Linked DNA regions of Mus musculus: region 2 is linked to region 1. Evidence: chromatin contacts called from public promoter capture Hi-C data. All regions are on one chromosome and are shown on one strand. The core of a region is the stretch at or near the end of the contact, and the rest is flanking DNA. Distances in the headings are between cores, read along the strand shown.

Region 1 (4,135 bases), core at 441-2,940:
GTAACCATTGCCTAAGGTAAAGAATGTAGAGCTATCAAGTTAGTGTGTGTCACACTATTTAGGGTTACCTAACACGTGACTTGGGGGTGTGCCTCAGCAGAATGGCTTGTTCTTAGCACGATGAAGACTCTAGGTCAATCTCAGCACCATAAACTAGTGTCTGACACAGTCAGATGATCTACACTCTGTGGATGGCTTGTCCACTTTCATATATGCCCATTTTTCCCCATGAGGGGTATGATTTGGTGATATCTATGCTTTTTTTGGTGGTCACCACCAGGTGACAGTACCACTGAGGTCTATGGTTCACAGACACACATACACGCACCCCAAAAGGGTTATAGAAAGTGAAAGTTGAGCAGAAGTTGGGAAATCTTGGCATTAAAAGGCTTTAAGACATATTACATAGAAAATAGTATAAACACCTCTATATATTGTATGTTCCTGTTACAGGTACCATTTGTATCCATGGCCTCTCCCAGACCTCTTACACTATAGCATGTACACAATATTGTCCTTCCTGACATGTCATATTTTTTCTCCATATATGCACTAATCTTACCTGGCCTTTCTTCCTTTCTTTCTCCCTTTCTTTCTTTCTTTTCTCCTTCCTTTCTTTCTTTCCTTCTTTCTTTCTCTTATGTGTGTGTGTGTCCTGAACATTGTTTCGATTATATCGTGTGTATGTGTGTGTGTATTTTAGACACTGAACCCAGAGCCTATACCTAAAGCATTCTAACCCTTAAGTGCATTCCTCAGTGTGTGTGCTCACTATAGCACCTGCACAGAGGACAATCTTGAGTTAGTTCTATCCTGCCATCTTGTGAAGCACAAAGCCTTCAGCAGAAGCCTGGAAGTAACCCTGGCACTGATGAGGTGGAAAAGGCAGGAGGGTCAGAAGTTCAAGGACATCTGATTCCAATACGTAGAGAACATAGATTATCTTTTCTCCAATATATAGGGTTCTCAGTATCTTGGGCTACTCAAGACCTTGTCTCAGAACAACTCAAAACCTCAAAACAACTAAACAATGGCCAGACGGTGGTAGGGCAGGGCTGTATCCCACAACTCCAGAGGCTTAGGCAGGCAGATCTCTGAGTTCGAGGACAGCCTGGTCTACAGAGTGAGTTCTAGGACAGCTAGGCGTACTTGGAGCAACTCTGACTTGGAGAAGAAAACAACAAAAACAAACAAAAAATAAAACAAAACCAAACACATCCAAACCACAAAACCAAATTTAACCATGACCTATAGGCTTCCCAGCGTATCCCTGTCTCTTACACAGCGTTTTGTATCACACAACCGAGTGGTTATGCAATAACTAGCTCAGGATCGCACGAGTGCTGAAGCTTGTCCTGTCTGGGGCTGTTTTCTGTGTCCGCAAAAATAATCATCCCACGCAGCCCCGCAGTGCCCGGCTCTCAGTGGATTATCTGTGAAGTCATTGCGCTCCTAGCCAGCCCCTCGCCATACCTGCAGAAAGTTACAACCCTGAGGTCGAAGACCCAGGAAGCCTCAGAGTCTCTGCGGACCCATAGACTCTCGGTGAGCCCTGCGGGAAAACTAAGGAGGACAAACGTAGAGAGGGGTCAAACGCAAAATAGGAGCCAGGCGTCTTTGCGTGCTCTGCGCACGCTCCTCGGACCCTGTCCAGACGGTCAGCCAAGGGGGCAGAAGCAGCTGTCGAAAGCGCATGCGCGCCCGGGGCCTCGCCCCTTTCCGCGTGCGCGTGCGCGACCCGGCGGGTCAGAGACGGCGGCCGACAGGCGGAAGCGGAGGTTGTTGTGGCTCGGCAGGCTGCGCGCGACGGGGGCTGCCGCTGCTGAGGCGGCGGCCGCGGCTTCTGAGGCGGTGGCGGCGCTGCCGACCGCGGGCCGCTCGGCCTCTGGGCTCGGGCCGCAGCCTTCCGTCAGCCCACCGGGGCCCACGCCGAGCAGCGCCTGTCCTATGAGTGTGTCACTGGTGGTCATCCGACTGGAGCTCGCGGGTCACTCGCCGGTCCCCACCGACTTCGGCTTCAGCGCCGCCGGTGAGTCGGCGGCCTCGCGCCGGGCCGGAGGGTCGGCAGCCCTCGCTCCACCGGCCCCCGGACTTGCCGGGCGCCTCTGCTCGACGTCGCCCTCGCTGCGAGAAAGCGCGGCCCAGGGCGCGGGGGCGATGCTGTGCGCCTTTCCCAAGCTGGCAGTCAGACAGACCGGTGGGGAAAGGATTTGCCCAAAGTTAGGTGTGAGTGGCTGGAAACGCGAGTTTTAGCCCAGCCGGGGACCGAGAGGCTGACGTCTTCACCACCGGCCACAGACTTCCTTAGTGGGTCATGCAGCTTCGGCTCTTCCCGTGATCGTCACAACCTTACCTGATAGCATTGAGGATCCTGAAGTGAAGGCAGGAGGACAGGCAACCAGAAGCCAGGCAGGGTTGGGGGGGGGGGGCGGAAACCTGTCTCAAAAGACCGACGAGAAAAAGGTGTGTGTGGGAGGGCGATTGCTTGGTATCTGTCAAGAGTTTTGTCATGCCCTGAATCAGACTTGGTCTGATATGTGCCATACGGACTAAATGTCCCAAGTTGATGGAAAAGAGAAACGGACACTTAGTTTGGAGAGCTGGGCTGGCGCTCGTTCTCGGAAGGATGGCATCCTGGACACTCTGTGGGTCCATTCTTTGGAGCTGCAGTAGAAGAGTGTGTTGTGGTCTTTCTTGGTCTTTGAGACTCCAGTGACTTGATTTATTTCAAGGTTACAAGCGAAATTCCAGAGCTCAAAGTGACCCCTAGATCTGAAAGTCAGTTAAGTTGGCACTAGGCACAAACAGGTAACTTCATCCTGGCCCAGTCCTGGAGACATTTATGCAGTAAAGCCTAGGGGGAGAGTACCTACTGTGTGCTTAGATGTGTGGATCGGGTGCTGAGAACTCCTACTGTGTGCTTGGTTGTGTGGGTTGAGTGCCGTACTGGACAGGCCTGGTGCCTGCCTCAGAACTGATGTTAAGGAATTTCGGTCACATCTCCGGGTTTCTGAAATGCTGCTTATTCATTAATAAGTAGAGGGACAGAGGCAGACACTGGAAAAGAGCCTCATCCAGGGGGACACGCCATAGAGGAGCAGGAAAGCTATTGATTGATGTGCCAAGAAGTGAGAGGAATTTGTTCTGTCATTAGGTATTAATCTTTCATGTGTTCTCCAGCTGGAGAGATGTCTGATGAGGAGATCAAAAAGAAGACATTGGCTTCCGCTGTCGCCTGTCTAGAAGGGAAGTCAGCCGGGGAGAAAGCAGCCATCATCCACCAGCACCTTGGCCGTCGGGAAATGACGGATGTGATTATTGAGACCATGAAGGCCAGAGCAGGTATGCCCACAGGAAGCCTGGCCGCGCTCAAGTACTCTGAGCCCCTGGCTGGTTTTTGTTTTTTGGTTTTTGTTTGTTTGGTTTGGTTTGGTGTTTTTTGCGGTTGATGAGCAGCTGAGGCTGGGTACATTTGTTAATGAGTATGGCCTTGAAGTAATCTTGCTACGTTCACCTCCTGAGTGGTGGGATCATGTGTATGCATCCGTATGTCCAGTTTGCATCCTGCTGGGCACAGACCCAGGGCTTCATACATGTAAGGCTAGCGCTCTCCCAACTGAGGTATAGTTCCAGCATGCTTTTTCCCCCCAGCACTTGTGTTCTTTATGTGATTTGTGAAGCATATTTCATTGTCTTTTTTGAAAGGGTTATGTAAACCCTGGAGTTTGGAAACATACCCCAAGACCCTGTTTTAAGAGAGTAATACAGGAGAAACTAGATTGGTTGTCACAAAGTGGGCTCTTCCCTCTGGTGGGAATGCTTATAACTACTAACTCTGCTCCAGTGGAGCAGTTCCCGGGGAAGCCTGCTGCCCCGTCCCTGCCCTACCGGCCTACACAGCTGAGGAAGTGGATGCTTTCTGCATCTATAGCATAGGTGTGGTCACAACTGGAAGGTTCAGTTTTCAGAGAGCCCTGACTTGTCACCGAGGAGCCAGTGGTGAATGTTGCCTGCTTGTGTTGGGGTGCTGCTGGATGTGGGAGGAGCTTCTGTTGGGTTTTGAGAGTGTTAAGGGATTTATTATTATTATTAAATTTTATTTATTTACATTCCAAATATTGCCCTCCCACCCACA
Region 2 (4,135 bases), core at 924-3,423, 2.1 Mb after region 1:
TCCAAAGAACATTTTCCCCCTTCTTGTTCTCTGCATCCTTAAGGACGATTTCAGATTGGCCTATGGTATTTTCTCAGCTTAAAAAGCACTTCAAACAAACCACAGGCACCCCTCATCTCAGGTTCAGATGCCCGTGTGTCCAAAGCTGCCCCCAAACTTTTCAATCTCCTGTTACAGCCTCTCACTAGGAACCCTTTTTCTGAAAACCAATATGAGAACTGAAAACTACAGAAAAAGAGGTTTAGTCCAATAACGCTTATTCTGTAGCATGCTCAGAAGCCTGGTAACAAGAGGAACCACTGTGTGACACAGGTTATGAGCAGTCATTTCACATACAAAACACACTACAGAATAAAACCCACTTCATCATTAAACCCATGAAATAATAGGCGTCCTCCCCATCCCCCGGAGACTGAGAGCCAAAATATCAATTAGTCAGTTTTACTTCAGTTTAGTAGAAATCCATAGAAACACTGCCTGCAAACTGCAATGTTCAGTCACTGGGTCTATAAGCCACCCGTTTTCCACATTTAAATCGTGAAAACCCTAGACAACAGCTGAAGCACAGCATACAAATCCCTTTAGCAGAGGATTTGATACTAGGCCAGCTCTCTGGAGGATTACGTTTACAGTGGACGACACTGCAGAAAGCCAATAACTGAATTTATCTCACTTAAAATAATGGAACACAAGGAAAATAATACCATTCTTTTTTTTTCTTTTTTTTTTTTGGTTTTTCGAGACAGGGTTTCTCTGTGTAGCCCTGGCTGTCCTGGAACTCACTCTGTAGACCAGGCTGGCCTCGAACTCAGAAATTCACCTGTCTCTGCCTCCCAAGTGCTGGGATTAAAGGCGTACGCCACCACACCCGGCAAATAATACCATTCTTGAAGTATACTAAGAGGCCCAAGACACTAATCCCACAATTTAAAAAAGCTTGCCTACTCTTTGAAAAGTCAAAAAAAAAAAAATCATTCTAAATTCATCTAGAAAGAGGGTAGTGAGATGCAGAAAAACTACCTGTACCATTCTAATTTCAAATACTCCAACTATCAGGAAAAGTAAGCCTTATTTGCAATATGAAGTTAAAACCTGTCAGTAAAAGGAAATACAGAATGCTTACAAGAATATTTTCTTTCGAAAACCAGAAACAAATTATCACAGGCTAATATGATTCATTAGCAATGAGCATAGTATATATCCAGGGCAGGCTTCCTGTTCAGGTCTCTTAGATACGGCTTCCATTTGGTTCAGGAAGGGGGTCTTAAACAATGCTGCGGTTCTCAAAGGTTTCGGAGTTCGGGGGCAGCATGGCCTACAGAGCGAGTTTCAGGACAGCCAGGGCTACAGAGAAACCATGCCTCAAAAATAAAAACCCCAAAAAACAAAAAAAAACCAACCCCCCCCAAAAAAAAACCTCATAAATCGCTTTAAAACATAAGGGACTGGAACTAGATAGACTTTTTTTTCCCCTCTTTAAGTGAATCCCAGTTTCAACCAATAAGGTTCGCAAAACTAGAAGTAGCCCTATCACTGAGGGATCGCTCAAAGATAAATAAACAAACAAATAAAAAGACTGTGTCCTCCTACACTGCGCCTTAAGGAGCCTGCCTTTTGACCCGATGCGTCCCAGAGGATACTTCTGGTCTTTTTTTCCTTTCCGGTCAAATGCGATAAAGCGCCAAGCATGAACGCAGAAGCCTTAGGAAACGCAAAGCCTAACACCAGTCTGGGTCAAAGAGCTAAACCCCACAGTTCGGTGGGCTTCTGGAGAAATACTGGGTCAGGGAAAATGATGAGGAAAGTTCTGGAGAGGGAAAGAAAAAACCAAGCCATTCCCTGCGGCTCCCCACCCCCAGCCAGACGGCCTTACCTCCCCCTCCCTGCAGCAGGAAGCCATGATGGCGAGCGCAGCGAGCGGCCGCGGCGCCATCTTGTCCACACACAGGCACGGACAACAGCCCTGATGAGCTGGTCGCCCACTCTGTGTTAAAGAAACAAACAAACAAAAAACCCAGCCTGGCCTTCGAGCTCCACTTAGTACCTACCGCCATTATTTTTTTGAGTCCCGGCCGCTAAGGCGGCGCCTCTGCTTGCCCGCACTCAACAGTACTGGCCGCCTCGAAGCTTCGCCACAGACTGAATCTCTTGCGCGAGAGACCCGGATGGCACAAGAAAAAAAAAAAAAAAAAAAGGGGATGAGGCCGGGCCAGGCGCGCAGCTTGCTGGGAGAAAAAGTGGGTGGCGATAAGAGTTTCTATAACAACGCGGTTCGAGGCGGTGATTGGTTAGTCTCTCGAAGGGCGTGGCGTGAAGCCTACGAAGTGGGTGGGGCCAAGGATACCTCCCAGAATGGATGCTCGGTATCGGGAATTCAATTTAGTTTAGGGCGGGGCGGTTTCCGCGCTCAATTTTGAGCCAAGTTTGGCCTGCTCCGGCCTCCGTAAAAGGGGTTGAGCACGGTATTCTCCCGCCAATTCAAATCAGTGGCAGGGAAGGTAAAATGAGTAGGGGCGGTTGTGTCCGTCGGGAAGAAGTGTGAGACACTTGAGAATTCTCTTTTTAATTTCGTCAGCTGCTGCAGGTGAGACGTCAGCCTTGCGGCTCGATGGGAGCGGGAGGAGTGTTAGGTGGAACCAGCAGGGGGCTTCAGTCCGTCTCTGGGTTTTATCGATCTCTAGATGATGGCGGGAGAAAAAAATTAGAGAGGATTCTAGATGGCAGGCCGTCTGAGTTTTCGTGGATATAGCTTCATCGATAGTGTTTCATCTGATTCATGACCTTGTATTGGCTCGTCTGTTTTTTTTCCGCACTCGGTGATGTCAAAATCTGTTTATCACCTGTTTGCTCTCTTTCACCAGAAGAAAGTGTAGTCTTAAACGGGGCAGTGGTGGCGCACGCCTTTAATCCCAGCCCAGCATTCCGGAGGCAGAGGCAGGCGGATTTCTGAGTTCGAGGCCAGCCTGGTCTACAGAGTGAGTTCCAGGACAGCCAGGGCTACATAGAGAAACCCTGTCTCGAAGGAAAAAAAAAAAAAAAAAAAAAAAACCAAAACCAAAAAAACCCAAATACTTGACACAGTGTTCAACCATTTTGTCGTTGTTGTTCCCTCAAGACTATAAACCTCAGGGTTGGGAATGTTAAGTCAGTTGGTAGAGTGCTGAATAACTGGTCTAGCCTGTGGTCTGAGTCCAGACTCACAGAGCTTTGTCCTGTCTTTGCCTCCCAAGTACTAGGTTAAAGGCCAGTCTGGCTCAGAACTCAGAGATCCACCTGCCTCTGCCTCCTGAGTGCTGGGATTTAAAGTCGTGTTATGTTCTTAGCAGGAGCTCTTTTCCTTTATTCATTACATTCCTAGCCCAAATGTTATCTGCTTCCAGATAGCATATTATCAGACAATTCAAATAGAGTCCCAGGAACCATCAAAACCCAGAACAAGCAGGACGTGATAGCTCTTGACTGAAATCCCAGGAGTCTAGAGCTGAGGTAGGACGATCCTGAGTTCAAGTTAGGATCAAGACCTTTAGTTACACAGTGAGAGGCTGACTCAAAAGAAAAAGTTATTCAAAACAAAACAAACAAACAAACAACCCTTCAAGCCAGGCAGAGATGTCGCATACCTTTAATCCCAGCACTCAGGTGGCAGAGGCAAAAGGATATCTGAGTTTGTGGTCAGCCTGGTCCATACAGTGAGTTCTAGGCTACACACACACACACAAAACTCCTTCAAAACAGCCTTAGTTTTAGCTAACTCCAACATTCCCCTCCCACTCTGTGTGTGTGGACAGGATCTTGCAATACAAGCTTGGACCAGACCAAGGTTCCCCAAATTTGAAATTATTCTTCTGTCTTCGCCTTTGGCATGCTGAGATTATGGGTGTTTGCCACGATGCCTGTCTACATTATGCTCCTACATGTATACGTATATTTTCTTTACATTTATTGTGTGTGTACATTCATAGGTCAGAGGATAACATTCATGCAGTTCGTTCTTCAACTTTGTTGCTTCTTTTTTTAATTTTTAAATTTTGTGTCTTGAGTTTCTTTATATAGCCTTAGCTTTGTAGACCAGGCTGGCTTCAAACTCACAGAGATTTGTCAGCCTCTGCCTACTGAGTGCTGGGATTTAAAGGTG

The links. Capture Hi-C pulls out chosen DNA fragments and counts their contacts.
Region 2: a contact with region 1 is called in a promoter capture Hi-C map of adipose tissue, with 3 times the contacts expected there. The contact joins the promoter of Rsrc2 here to the promoter of Acad10 in region 1. A contact is called at or near these places in 1 of 39 promoter capture datasets (neutrophils) and 2 of 9 other capture datasets (adipose tissue and liver).

What each region holds. Positions count from the first base shown.
Region 1 is chr5:121,658,820-121,662,954 of GRCm38.p6, forward strand. Acad10 (acyl-Coenzyme A dehydrogenase family, member 10) reads right to left here and starts at 1,691. Exons shown (of 21, transcript NM_028037.4): 1 at 1,474-1,691. It overlaps Brap (BRCA1 associated protein), which reads left to right and starts at 1,744. Exons shown (of 12, transcript NM_028227.3): 1 at 1,744-2,029; 2 at 3,181-3,342. The coding sequence starts at 1,948.
Region 2 is chr5:123,747,241-123,751,375 of GRCm38.p6, forward strand. Rsrc2 (arginine/serine-rich coiled-coil 2) reads right to left here and starts at 2,174. Exons shown (of 10, transcript NM_001005525.2): 1 at 2,049-2,174. The coding sequence starts at 2,054. Kntc1 (kinetochore associated 1) reads left to right here and starts at 2,486. Exons shown (of 64, transcript NM_001042421.1): 1 at 2,486-2,584.